2 separate regions of the Sus scrofa genome follow, and region 2 is linked to region 1. Evidence: chromatin contacts called from public Hi-C data. All regions are on one chromosome and are shown on one strand. The core of a region is the stretch at or near the end of the contact, and the rest is flanking DNA. Distances in the headings are between cores, read along the strand shown.

Region 1 (6,503 bases), core at 2,614-5,113:
GGGAGAAAATAGTTTCAAATGATGCAACCGACAAGGGCTTAATCTCTAGAATATATAAGCAACTTATACAACCCAACAGCAAAAAAGCCAATCAACCAATGGAAAAATGGGCAAAACAACTGAACATACTGTTCTCCAAGGAAAATATACAGATGGCCAGCAAACACATGAAAAAATGCTCAACATCGCTGATTATAAGAGAAATGCACATCGAAACTACCATGAGATACCACTTCACACCAGTCAAAATGGCCATCATTAATAAGTCCACAAATAACAAGTGCTGGAGGGGCTATGGAGAAAAGGGAACCCTCCTGCACTGTTGGTGGGAATGTAAACTGGTACAGCTACTATGGAGAACAGTTTGGAGATACCTTAGAAATCTATACATAGAACTTCCACATGACCCCACTCTTGGGCATATATCTGGACAAAACTCTACTTAAAAGAGACACATGCACCTGCATGTTCATTGCAGCACTATTCACAATAGCCAGGACATGGAAATAACCCAAATGTCCATCGACAGAGGATTGGATTCGGAAGAGGTGGTATATATACACAATGGAATACTACTCAGCCATAAAAAAGAATGACATAATGCCATTTGCAGCAACATGGATGGAACTAGAGAATCTCATCCTGAGTGAAATGAGCCAGAAAGACAAAGACAAATACCATATGATATCACTTATAACTGGAATCTAATATCCAGCACAAATGAACATCTCCTCAGAAAAGAAAATCATGGACTTGGAGAAGAGACTTGTGGCTGCCTGATGGGAGGGGGAGGGAGTGGGAGGGATCGGGAGCTTGGGCTTATCAGACACAACTTAGAATAGATTTACGAGGAGATCCTGCTGAGTAGCATTGAGAACTATGTTTAGATACTCATGTTGCAACAGAACAAAGAGTGGGGGAAAAAATGTATACATGTAAGGATAACTTGATCCCCTTGCTGTACAGTGGGAAAAAAAATAAATTAAAAAAAATGTTTTAGGCTTTTTCATAATAACATCAAGAAACATTAAAAACTTACATATTTAACAAAACGTGTGTAAGACACAGACACTGAAATCTGAAAACTATCGCTAAGACAAAGAACACCAAATAAATGGAAAGATATACCATACTCAAGGATTAGAGGACTTAATATCAAAACAGCAGTTCACAAACTGAACAATAATTTAGAAGCAATTTCTGTCAAAATAAGCTTCCTCTTCTCCAATCAAGCCACTGTTTATCCCTTCTAACCCAATTCCTCCACCGTACGTTCTGGAATTCCAAATCTATTATTAAAGTCCTCTATATTTTCCTGTGTCTTCAAATTCTTCACTGAAGGTTCACAACATCTCCAAATAAATTAAGAAGCCTTTCCCTAGGATGCTGTTTGGCCTTGTATCACTATTAAAGCAGGAATGAGATATTCACATCTCACACCTTAAGAGTCCAGTGCTGGTCTTGATGTCTTCATCACTCCTCAAAGCCATTTCTGGACCATTCTTTCCCTCTTACAAAAAAATGCGTGCTATTACCTAAGCTCAAATCAAAAACAGCACCTTCTACTATCTACTTCTCAAAAAATTACTGCTTAGGTCACTTTCGTCCCTTAACACTTCACACCCCATCAGTCCTCACATCACCATCTCAAAGCATGCATTCAATAGCCTCTGAAGTCTGGCCTTGTTATCAACAGAGAAGTTCTCTTCCACTGTTAGCATTTGTTTAATGTTGTTAGCATTTGTTTAATGTAAGTATTCCCTGCTACCCAACACTCCTTGAAGACAGAAACCAGAGCTGTCTTATTCACTGCTGAATTACAAGCATATAGCATAACACATGCCCTTACATCAAGAGTTTTTTTCCATCCCCACTATATGCAAATATTGAGGACTACTAGCAGGCCTGTTTGACTTAAAAGAAAACCAAGGACAATAAATGTCTGGGAATCATATAAATAAAGGAAAATGAAAATAGCTACCTATTTAGCTATTTTTCCTATTTAGGAAGTTAAACATATAGAACACGTAAGACCAACAATTCAGAGACTTAGGTTGAGGAATTGCTCTGCTACTAATTAATGGCTTTACTTAATGTTACTGAGCCTCGGTTTGCTCGTCTACAAATCAAAGGAATTAGACCTTTGGGGTTCCAAAAACTTTTTTTTCATTCATGTCTTAACAGTGCTCCTCCAGATGTAAAAAATAGCAAGTGTGTTTTAAGAAGGCAACCCAGAGGACCTAGAGCTATCAAAATATGCATGAAGTTACTTTACAAAAAATATACTCTGAGAATGCTAAGAGATCTAGCAGAGCTTCATACATGGTTGGACTAGATCAGAAGAAAGCAGGAGTTCTCACTGTGACTCAGCAGGTTAAGAACCTGACATAGTGTCCATAAGCCTCACTCAGTGGGTTAAGGATCTGGCATTGCCACAATCTGCAGTGTAAGTCACAATGCAGCTCAGATCCGGTGTTGCTGGGGCTGTGGTGTAGGCTGACAGGTGCAGCTCTGATTCAACCCCAGACCCGGGAATGTCCATATGCCACAGGAGCGGCCATAGAAAGCAAAAAAAAGTAAGCAAACTATAATCCATAGGGCAGTCTACAAGTTATAGTTTGTTTATGTAATCATTAAAGTTTCACTGGAACACAGCCACACCCATTCATTCAGGATTGTCTCTGACTGTTTCTTCCCTGCTATAAAGGCAAAGTTATTGGATAGTGGTCAATATACAGCCCAGAAAGTCTAAAATACTTACTATCTGGCACTTAAAAAAAAGCTTCCTGACCTGGGACTGCATGATCTAAAAGGTTCCTTTTACATTATTATACACTGATAATGAAAAGAGCTGCTTAAATGCTCTTAAGTATAGGAATAAAGTGGGAAAAAAGAATAAGTAGCAAAAATAGATCAAACATGATCTCGATTCACCTCCTAGAGATTACACTAGCTTCCTCTCTAAGCTAGCGGATGGCTCATCCTCCAATCACTGAAACCTTCTATTCCAAGAATACACAAGACAAAACATGCATTAAAAATTTAACGCACCTGCCCTCCTTCACTTTTTGTGCATTCCCTCGACATATGTAGTTTTCAATGTAACCATCACTGCAGTTGATTTTTGACCAGTCTGGGTCACAAACATCCAAGAAGTGAGGCCGCAGCCTGCCTATTGAATACTTGGCAATGTCAGTCAGGGACTGACTAGCAGCTGCACCAAATAAAAATGTTCCAATGGCTTTGTAAATAGTGGCTATGTAGTTATTCCTGATAAAGGAATTCGAGTGCAAGAGGTTAAAGTAAACAGACAGGGTTTCTCCAACAATCATCTGAAAAAGAAACAGAAAAACAATATGTTAAAGCAGCAACCGGGCACTTTAAACAAAGTAAAACAGAAAAGAAAATGGTAAATCACAATAAAATATTTGTTTTAAAAAACACCTTCCTCTTTTTTCCTTTTCAAATGGAGAGCAACTTAAAATATCTAATTCCAGACCACAAAAATAGGTGTTAGATCAATTGATACCTTACAAAGTAGTAGCTAAGCCAAAATAGTTTGTCTACATTTTTTTGACACAAAAGACCTTATTTCTTTTCTTCTATTCAAATAAACTGAGTCTTAATAAGTAGACAATGATATATCCATGGAGGACAGAAAACATGGTTTGTTCAAAGAATAAAAACTTCACCAATTAGCGTATCTGACAGAGTCTGCATTTTCATCAAACAGTCCTAGAATCAAAAACATCCATCATGTTAAAAAGGGTAAAATAGTTTCAAAGAGAGAAAAAGCTACTATAATAAAAGCAGGGATGTAACACTGAAGCCAAAGGGTACAGAGGGCAGAGATCAGCTGACAAGGCCTCCCAGTCCTGCCTCTCCAGGAAACCTTCAGGGCCAGCTTCCCTCACAAGTCTCATTAAAAGACCAAACACACACTTGACATTCTTCTCCAAGAAAACATTTCAAGTGACACCGTCCTCTTTCTTTTTCACTGACTCTTGTAAAATGGGAGTTACAGCCTTCCCAGATTCTAGTTGAGTGTGTATGCGAGCGCACAGCAGTGTAACGAGTTTAAAGGCATAAAAAGGCTTCCAAATACTTTCCAAGTTCATAGATCAATACCCAAAGAAATTTTAAAGTATCAAATAACATTATAAAAAATTACATCTGCTGATAAAATATGCCACACTCTAGCTACCTGAGACCAAAAGAAACTCTTAAACAAAAACGATCTCCTTGCTATTTTATATTGGGGATGGATATAAATCACAAAGTTTCACTTAAGAGTTCCACCCGCTAGTCTTAAATTTACATAAACAATTTTACAAAGCATTCGAACATTTCCATTTAGTGAGGACTGTCTTCAGGGTGAGTCTCAGCAAAGGTGAAATAAATGGCTGCCTCCTAAAAGGGATTTCAAGAACCTGATATCAAACATTTTCTTCATTTGGCTCACTGGCTCCTGGAATTCCAAAATTAGAATGTTGTAACTTTGACAACTAGACTGTGAACTCTACAAAAGCAAGAATGAATTTTTAGTCACTGATAGAAAGCTGAATTTTTAGTCACAGTGACCTAAAATAGAGCTGGTGGTCAATGAATTTCAACTGAAGGTGCTACTTCTGGGTAAAAAGTGAACACCCTTAGTTTAACTAACACATTAAGCCTCACAGAAATGTATTCCTTGTTATAATCCTTAATGTGAATGACCATTTCTGAGAACAGGTCTCACAGGAGAAGAAAACCAACTGTACTTCTGGGGATATCATAACTCTGCAATTGTGCTTGGGGTCCTCCACTATGACCACACCAGAGGCCTTGTATTAAAATATAGAGTTTCCTTGGACTGTTAAGGTGTTCCAGCAACTGCCTTGATAGATTAGTAGCAAAAAAGGATTTCTCTACTGTTTTGTTATGGAGTTGATCTTTGATAATTTAAAACATATACCAAATAGGGAGTTCCCATTGTGGCACAGCAGAAGCGAATCTAACTAGTATTCATGAGGATGCAGGTTTGATCTCTGGCCTCGCCCTGTGGGCTAGGGATCCGGCATTGCTGTGAGCTCTGGTGTAGGTCGCAGAAGCAGCTCAGACCCCGAATTGCTGTGGCTGTGGTGTAGGCCAGCAGCTGCAGCTCTGATTCAACCTCCAAATGCCCTTAGTGCAGCTCTAAAAAGCAAATATATCTGTGTATACACCCCGACTCCCAAATAGGAGTTCCTGTTTGGTTCAGCAGTAACGAACCCAATTAGTATCCGTGAGGACTCGGGTTCAATCCTCACTCAGTGGGTTAAGGGTCCAGCATTGCCATGAGCTGCAGTGTAGGCTGCAGACGAAGCTCGGATCTGGCATTGCTATGGCTGTGGTGTAGGCCAGCAGCTACAGCTCTGATTTGACCCCTAGCGTGGGAACTTCCATATGCCATGGGTGCAGCCCTAAAAAGACAAAAACAAAACTAATAAATAAAATGTATGCCAAATATATTAATCTAAACTACAATTTGAGCAGTTGAAACTTCCACATCTCAGCTGTCAGCTCTTCTTGCGTAAGCACTCAACTACTTTCCAAAACGAAGTATTGATCTTTGCAAGTCTTTCTAGTCATAATGATCACTGTTTAGAGCCATTCAAACCCTGGTTTTTGCCACTGATGACTAAAAATAAATTCATTAGGAACATTCAGAGCACTAGGCACAGAATAAAAGCTGATCTACAGAAGCAGTATATGCTGAAACTTAACTCTTAATACTGGGGAAGGGTGGAGGGGATTCTAAAACTAAAATGCCATCAACTTAACATCATGTTTTATTAAGCACTCCATCTTTATTGAGAAGAATAGACAATGGAGATGTTCTAAATCAGTTCTAAATTAAATGCAGGAATATGTCTGTGCATTTCACCTATACATGAGAGCCATATTTTCATTTCATTTTACTACCTTATCCTGCCCTTTGAGCCATTTATGCTAACTCAGCCTCTGGTAAAGTCCACAAGTAAGCTAACTGTGCCCTAATCTTAGAGCAGGGACTACTCGTCATGCATTATTTATTCAGATTCTAAAGATAGGATAAATTATTAAGGAACTAAAGATAATGTTTAGGCAGAGTTCCTCTTACGGTTCAGTGGTAATGAACCCAATTAGTATTCATGAGGATGCGGGTTTGATCCCTGGCCCCCCTCAGTGAGTTAAGGATCCAGCATTGCCACAGAGCTGTTGTGCAGTTCACAGACATAGCTTGGATCCTGTGTTGCTGTGGCACAGCTGGCAGCTGCAGGTCCAATTCAACCCCTAGCCTGGGAGCCTCCATCTGCTGCAGGTGCGGCCCTAAAAAGACAAAAAAAATTACCTAAATCAGTGTGATTCAACCATTTAAAACCTATGCACTACAATATTTTTTCACTATCTCCCTTCATATCTCCACCAACCAAGATGATTTTATACACCTGTAAACTGTCACTATAGTTACATGTCTTTCAGTCAGAACAGTCTAAAATCCT
Region 2 (6,503 bases), core at 1,063-3,562, 140 kb after region 1:
TATTCATGTATATTGATATTAAATACAAAGTACATAATAAAGCACATCTGCTGCATACTGAAGCACTGTGGTAGTCCTGAGGACAAGTACTTGTGCGAGTGGGCTGGAGGACAACTGTGTTGTCTTTTTTTCCCCCAAAGACCACTATTTTTATTTGAAAGGCAGACAAACTATGGTTCTTTAGATTTGGGTATCTGACAGACATTTTCTTGAAAATGAATGATGTAATCTTATCATTTCAAGAAAACAACTGGTAGTTTGTGTTGCCAAAGATAAAATTTGGGCTTTCAAGTGAAAATTAGAATTTTAGAATTTTGGAGAGCTTGACAGTTTTCTAACACCTTAAAGACTTTTATAATGTAATTGGTGGTGATATTAATGAATGTGGGTCTTGATGTTATATAATGATGTGTATCAACATTTGGAAGACCTACAGAACTCAATGAACCCATATTTCCCAAATGACTAAACCTGATGTTACAAAATCATGCATAGGTGAAAGATCCAAAATGTAACACAGACCAGTGGATATTAATGTAACTGAATTTCAGATTCAACTAACTTTTAAGAAACTACTATTTGTCAAGGTTTGGCATAGTATTAAAGAATATCCACAGTGATCTGAAAAGGCTATTAAAAGTACTCCTACTTGTTCCAACTATGTGTCTCTGGGAGGGTGGATTCTGTTCACATATTTAAATAAAAACAACATATTACAACAGACTGAATGCAGAAGAAGATACAAGAATCCAATTATCTACTAGCAGATCAGACATTAAAAGAGTTTTTAAATGTAAAAGAAAAGATTTTTTGGAAATAAATTTTTAAAAATGTTATTTATGTTAACAAGTAAAGGTTTTATCACTGTCTTTTAAATAAATTAATAAATATTTCTAAAATTCTGTTTTAATTTTTTACAATATTAAATATTGCTGGATATAACCCACATAAACTAAAGTTCCTGCAGGACCTCAAATGAATCTTAAGAGAATGAAGGGGGTCCTGAGACTGAAAAGTATGCTCCAAAGTGTGCAGTTTGTAGAGTACTTATAACTGTAGGATACATGACAATGTGTTCTTGGTAGTAGGGGAAGAAACATAATGTGAACACAGAAGGGAAAGTCCAGACTTTTCCAAGAAGAACAAACATTCTAAGAGTCAACATTATGCAAAATGATGGCATAAAACAGGAATAATACATTTACTTAAAATTTTTTTCATCTATGACTTCACTATATTTTATTTGGTGAACATAAATAGAGCAGGTTGTATAAACACAACAGGAATCTTACATTTATTGAAATCCAATGTGAGAACTGTAGCTGCTAATACTGTCCATGCTAGAGGCCTGCTAACTCTTTTTTTTTTTTAATTTTAGTTTATTTTTTTTTCCCCGGTGTACAGCATGGGGACCAAGTTACACTTATATGTATACATTTTTTTCCTCATCCTTTGTTCTGTTGCAATCTAAGTATCTAGAGATAGTTCTCAATGCTACTCAGCAGGATCTCCTTGTAAATCCATTCCAAGTTGTATCCAATAACCCCCAGCTCCCCATCCTCCCACTCCCTCCCTCTCCCCCCTGGGCTAGGCCTGCTAACCCTTGCTTTTGCTTTTAAAAGTTTTTTGTTTTTAAACATACATATTTATAACTAATTATTTAATGAGGGGAAAGATTACATCAGCTCACTTTAAACTGGTTAAAACCACTTGTTTAGCTGGTTACTATAAATGCAATTTTTTTCAAATTTTATCCAAAAGTTTTCTTCACTTAAGATCATTTACTCCCCCCAAAACAGGTTAGGACTAGGTACTTTTTACTGGAACGAATCTATAATGAAACTTAAGGTAAGAGTAGGAGTTAACCAGGGGTCCACAAGGAAGTTTTAGGGAATCCTCCAAGCTGTATATAAAAAAGTCTCTTTGGACGAGGGTGACTACATTTGAACAGATTTTCACAAGGACTCACAACTCTTCTACAACCAATAAGAAATTAAAAAGTGACAGTGTAAGTAACAGTAATAGTGACAGAAGCAAATAAGAATTTATATTTGTTATGTACCTCATCTTTAATCAAACAATTATCATTTAGGTAAAAATGCATGAATGTTAATAAATTTACAAGTAAATACCAATAACCAATATTAAAATAGTTACTTCTCATTAGCCATACATGGCTAACACAGGCATTATACACTATTAACTTATTGGCAAAGAGTAGATTAATAGCAGCTCAATCATAAGATAAATATAACTGGTATCAGAGCTAAGATAACTATACTGGAAGGAACTAACTTTAAACCATTCTGGACAAGGGAGTGGCTTCTATTTTTAAAGCTCTTCTGGGAAAAGAACACCAATGATCTATCCTTAGTAACTCTTTTCATTAGGCAAATTTTTATAGCAAAAGGATCAGTCACATTTTAAACTGACCTGTTTGCACAGTCATTTGTTGCTTGGCACATCTTGCTGGTCAAGAGAAGAGCCCTTACCTAGGATAAATGTCACCGAAGATATGGCCCAATAGCTGGACACGAGCCAAGTAGCCTAGGAGTGGGTACACAGTCATCATCTGGAACAGCAGGAATATCCTTGCAATGAAGGACAGGATGTCACTGCTAGGGAAGTTGTCTAAAAAATTCTGATCCAAGAAAGATAATAAAGTAATGTTACAAACCAAATTTAATACATACAAATCTATAAAATTGAATTTTTTTTGCTTATTTTGAACATAGGTTCCATCAAATGGTTTGTATATTGGCGCCCATCCACAAACTGTTAACCTTTATTCTTCAATGAGCTAAGTACATATATTGAAAGCAAATGCCCGGCAACTTAGAGAAATCTGACATTGCCACATTTTCATTCTATTTGACAAACGTATTATTCTGCAATTGATTTGACACTGAAATAACAACAACAAAGAGGATCCTATTTTCCAACACTGGTAGTTTGAGAAGTACTGCTCTATAGGGTTCAAGGATAAATTCGTTTTAGTAAATTTAAATGGCTAATTCCATGCATTTTATTCTTAATAGTTCTCTTGCTTTTCCCTTTCTGAAGCATTGTAACACTTTCAAAGTAAAGAATACAGAATAAGGTAAGAGTATACCTATCATCAAGTATCATCATTATGTATAGTTTATCAATAAATAAAAAAGAACTTATTTCTACTTCCTTTCATGATTCTTTTCTATATTTTCGTTTGGCATCTAAGAAAAAAAAGCTACTCAGGTTTTTTTTTTTTTTTCCTTTCAAATACAAATACCACAGATATTCTTATTCCCAAGCGAGTGGACTTTATATGGGATTGTTCACAGCAGGGGAATTTTCAGCAAACATTTTGCTGCCAAAGAACTTCTGGAATCAAGGAAATCAAGAGCACATTTCAAGCTATCATAACAGCAGTAACTCAAGCCTATTTGTCTTAAAAAGATGAGAACATTATTAACACTATTATGCTGAAATAACCTTCATAATTCATCTGTAATAAATTGCATTATATACTCCACTACAATCCATTAGAGGAATTTCTTCTGACTAGAAAGAAAATCACCTGTGAATGCTATTTTTTTTGTGTGAGAAATTCTTCAGTTACATTAAACTAGAGACTATACTATTCCTAAGTTTATGATCAGTTGAATCAAGGAAAATATATTTATGGCAATCTTGTAGTAAAATAATGTTTCTTTTATTTTTTCTGTCTCTTCCTCTAACAAATAGTCAGTCCTTCGCTTTGCTGCTTGTCACACAGTACCAAAATGAGTGTCAGACCTATTATTAGGGACTGACGGACTAAGACACCAGTTTATTCAGGACATCTCAAGATCTGGACTTTGGAAAATAAGGGAATTGAATATATTCTCTGTGGAAGGCTTATAAATTTAAGACTACTACTAGTAACGATTCTCCACACACACAAAAATACTATGCATATAATAGGAATCATTTACTTGAGTACCGCAAGGTGCGAGAATGCAGTAAGTTTTCTCAGAAAGTCCATTTAAAAATCTGTGGATTATGCATTATACTATTTAATGGGAGAGGAAACTGAAGCTCAGAAAGGAAGCGGAAGGTGCCTAAATTCTCACATGTATGGTAAATAGTAGAGATGGTATTCAAACCCAGGCCTGTATGGCATTACATTTTGCTACTGGATCACACTGCTTATGTAGCAGTCACGCAGAGAAGATGCACAGTGCCTTACCTGCTCTATACAATCTTTGGATAAAGGTGGTGAAGGAAATGAGGCAAAAACCAGGACTCCAATATAGAGATAGGTTAATGTCACCAGCATATAAGCAATGGACAAGTCTCTCACCTATAAAGAGAGAATAAAATTCCCACAATGTTGAATACATTTTTAATAAGTAAGCATGCTTGAATAAGGAAATAATTATCAAGATTTATCTTTTGGTCTCTGGGTGTATCTATATGTGTATGTGTATGTACCTGCTAGGTGTGCAGTCTGTTAGGAGAAAGTTGTTAAAACAAAATTCACATACTTAACAGTTAGCCTGACAGTTTCTTTTTAACTATCCTGGAGTATGTAGACTAAGCTACCTACTGGCAGACTTAGGAAGTTAACATAAGTGGTGATTTAACATGATTGAAATTCTGACTTAATTTCAAAATGTAATTTATTTACCAAATAATAAGATATTTAACTGAAATAAAGCTAAGGGACAAAAAGAAATCAAGAATAGGTGAATTTCCATATGACCTATGGAGTTAAAAATTTTTTTACTTTAGTGAATTAACTTGTTAAATCAAAGCATGCCTAGAACAAATGAGAGAGGTATATATTAAAATATTTTAATAAAGAGGGAAAGCTAAAGAGTACACAGTAAGCAGGTACTAAAGACAAGCTTACTAGACCTAAACAGTAAACAAAAGGAAATCAAAAGACAGCTGTTCAAACAGCTGCACAATGTTATGATTGGAACCAGTAAACAAATGCAGAACATTAAATAAAGTGGACTGCTTTCTTCCACTGCTGTTCCCACCCTCCCTACCTCCCATCCCCCCGCAAAGTTAAGAGCTCCAAGATATTTAATGCAGCCAGCTGTCAGATCCAAACAGAGCAGATCCCACAGCTCATAAATCTGGACTCCATCATCACTAAAGCTATGGCCAAACAATTCAGCACAACTAAATTATGGCAATAAGCCTATTCATTTTTCATTTTAAACACAAATTACTTTGAAGCAAAGAAAACAGATAAGAAAAAAATTATATACAATTTTGCCTTTGTTTGACACTACAATAAGAAAACTAGACATCTGGTATTAGGAAATATTTCTGATTTGGGGGAAAACGTTCCTCCTTAAATGGGCTAAAACAACAGTAGAGTTATAAACCTGAATGTTGATAAATTCACTTAAAAAGCAAATAACAAACAGTGAGAAATCCAAAGGTCAGATCTAAGTTGACAATCAGTTTGAAAACAAAACAGGGACCTTCAAACCCTAAATTAGATGGTGGATAGGCCTATGGAGATATAGGAAGAGAGAGAGACTGATGAAACCTCCAAGGAGGTTTCAAAGCCTTTCCTCTAGTTCATGAAGCTCAAGGAACCATCTCAGGCTAGACTTCAGTTACTCCTTGGGTTGCCTGTTGGTCTTATGTAGGATGAAGAGAAATGAACCAGGTAATCCTAAAGTCATTCAACCCTCAATCTACTCGATGTCACTCAAGAACAGAGAAGTCTTACAAAACGTAAAGTCTGGGAAGGCCAAAACAGCTGAGCCAGAATAAAGAGCGACAACTACCATTTCACAGAGAGTCTTTAGCCTTTATACCCCCGATTAGCACATTATTTTGGTCAGGCTTCTTGCAAAAACACATACCTTAGCAAACTTTCGGGGAGATCGGATGAGGATAAAAAAGCTAAGATGCAAGGGTTTCCCTATAAGATAATTTTCCCTTTCTGCTTCTCTGTTCTTACAGCACTATATATATATCTAAAATATAGCATCTTTACCTTTATTTTAACTGTCATTAATTTTTACTATGAAATAATCTATATTCATTACATGAGAATCTCAACTACAAAGAAAATTCCCTCAACACCCCCAAGTGAGCCAAGGTTAATAAGGTTAATAGTTCTATTATGCTAGTATTTTAATTTTTCTATATTTAAGTTAGGCCATACTTCAAGTCTATGAGACCCCTGAGGACAAGGACTATATATATTTTTTTTTCCTTTTCTTCTTTGGGCCACACCTGCGGCATATGGAAGTTCCCAGGCTAGAGGTCAAATTGGAGCTGCAGCTGCTGGCCTATGCCACAGCCACAGCAATGACAGATCCAAGCCACATCTGAGACCTATACCACAGCTCATGGCAATGCCAATCCACTGAGAGATGCCAGGGATCTTAACCCACTAAGCCACAACAGGAACTCCAAAGACTATGTCTTTTTCATATTTATACCCCCAATACCCAAGACAACACCTGACACATAGTAGGAATTCACTAAATACAGACAAAAACAACCACGTT

What was found. A called contact is a pair of places that touch in the nucleus more often than the background predicts.
Region 2: a Hi-C map of liver shows a contact between it and region 1, with 4 times the contacts expected there. The contact joins two enhancer-like sites. A contact is called at or near these places in 1 of 47 Hi-C or Micro-C datasets (liver) and 1 of 2 datasets of contacts at active chromatin or transcription factors (skeletal muscle).

The regions. Positions count from the first base shown.
Region 1 is chr16:34,630,923-34,637,425 of Sscrofa11.1, forward strand. It overlaps PLPP1 (phospholipid phosphatase 1), which reads right to left. Exons shown (of 6, transcript XM_013984779.2): 3 at 3,052-3,332. Among named protein-coding and RNA genes, the nearest start is that of PLPP1, 110 kb to the right of the region's middle. Within about 2 kb of position 3,864, at least 12 of the 83 cell types and tissues checked have an H3K27ac peak or open chromatin away from gene starts, as enhancers often do. A contact at or near this core is called in liver, where this site is marked.
Region 2 is chr16:34,776,934-34,783,436 of Sscrofa11.1, forward strand. It overlaps SLC38A9 (sodium-coupled neutral amino acid transporter 9), which reads right to left. Exons shown (of 16, transcript XR_002339779.1): 12 at 4,208-4,321; 13 at 2,493-2,641. Among named protein-coding and RNA genes, the nearest start is that of PLPP1, 39 kb to the left of the region's middle. Within about 2 kb of position 2,313, at least 8 of the 83 cell types and tissues checked have an H3K27ac peak or open chromatin away from gene starts, as enhancers often do. A contact at or near this core is called in liver, where this site is marked.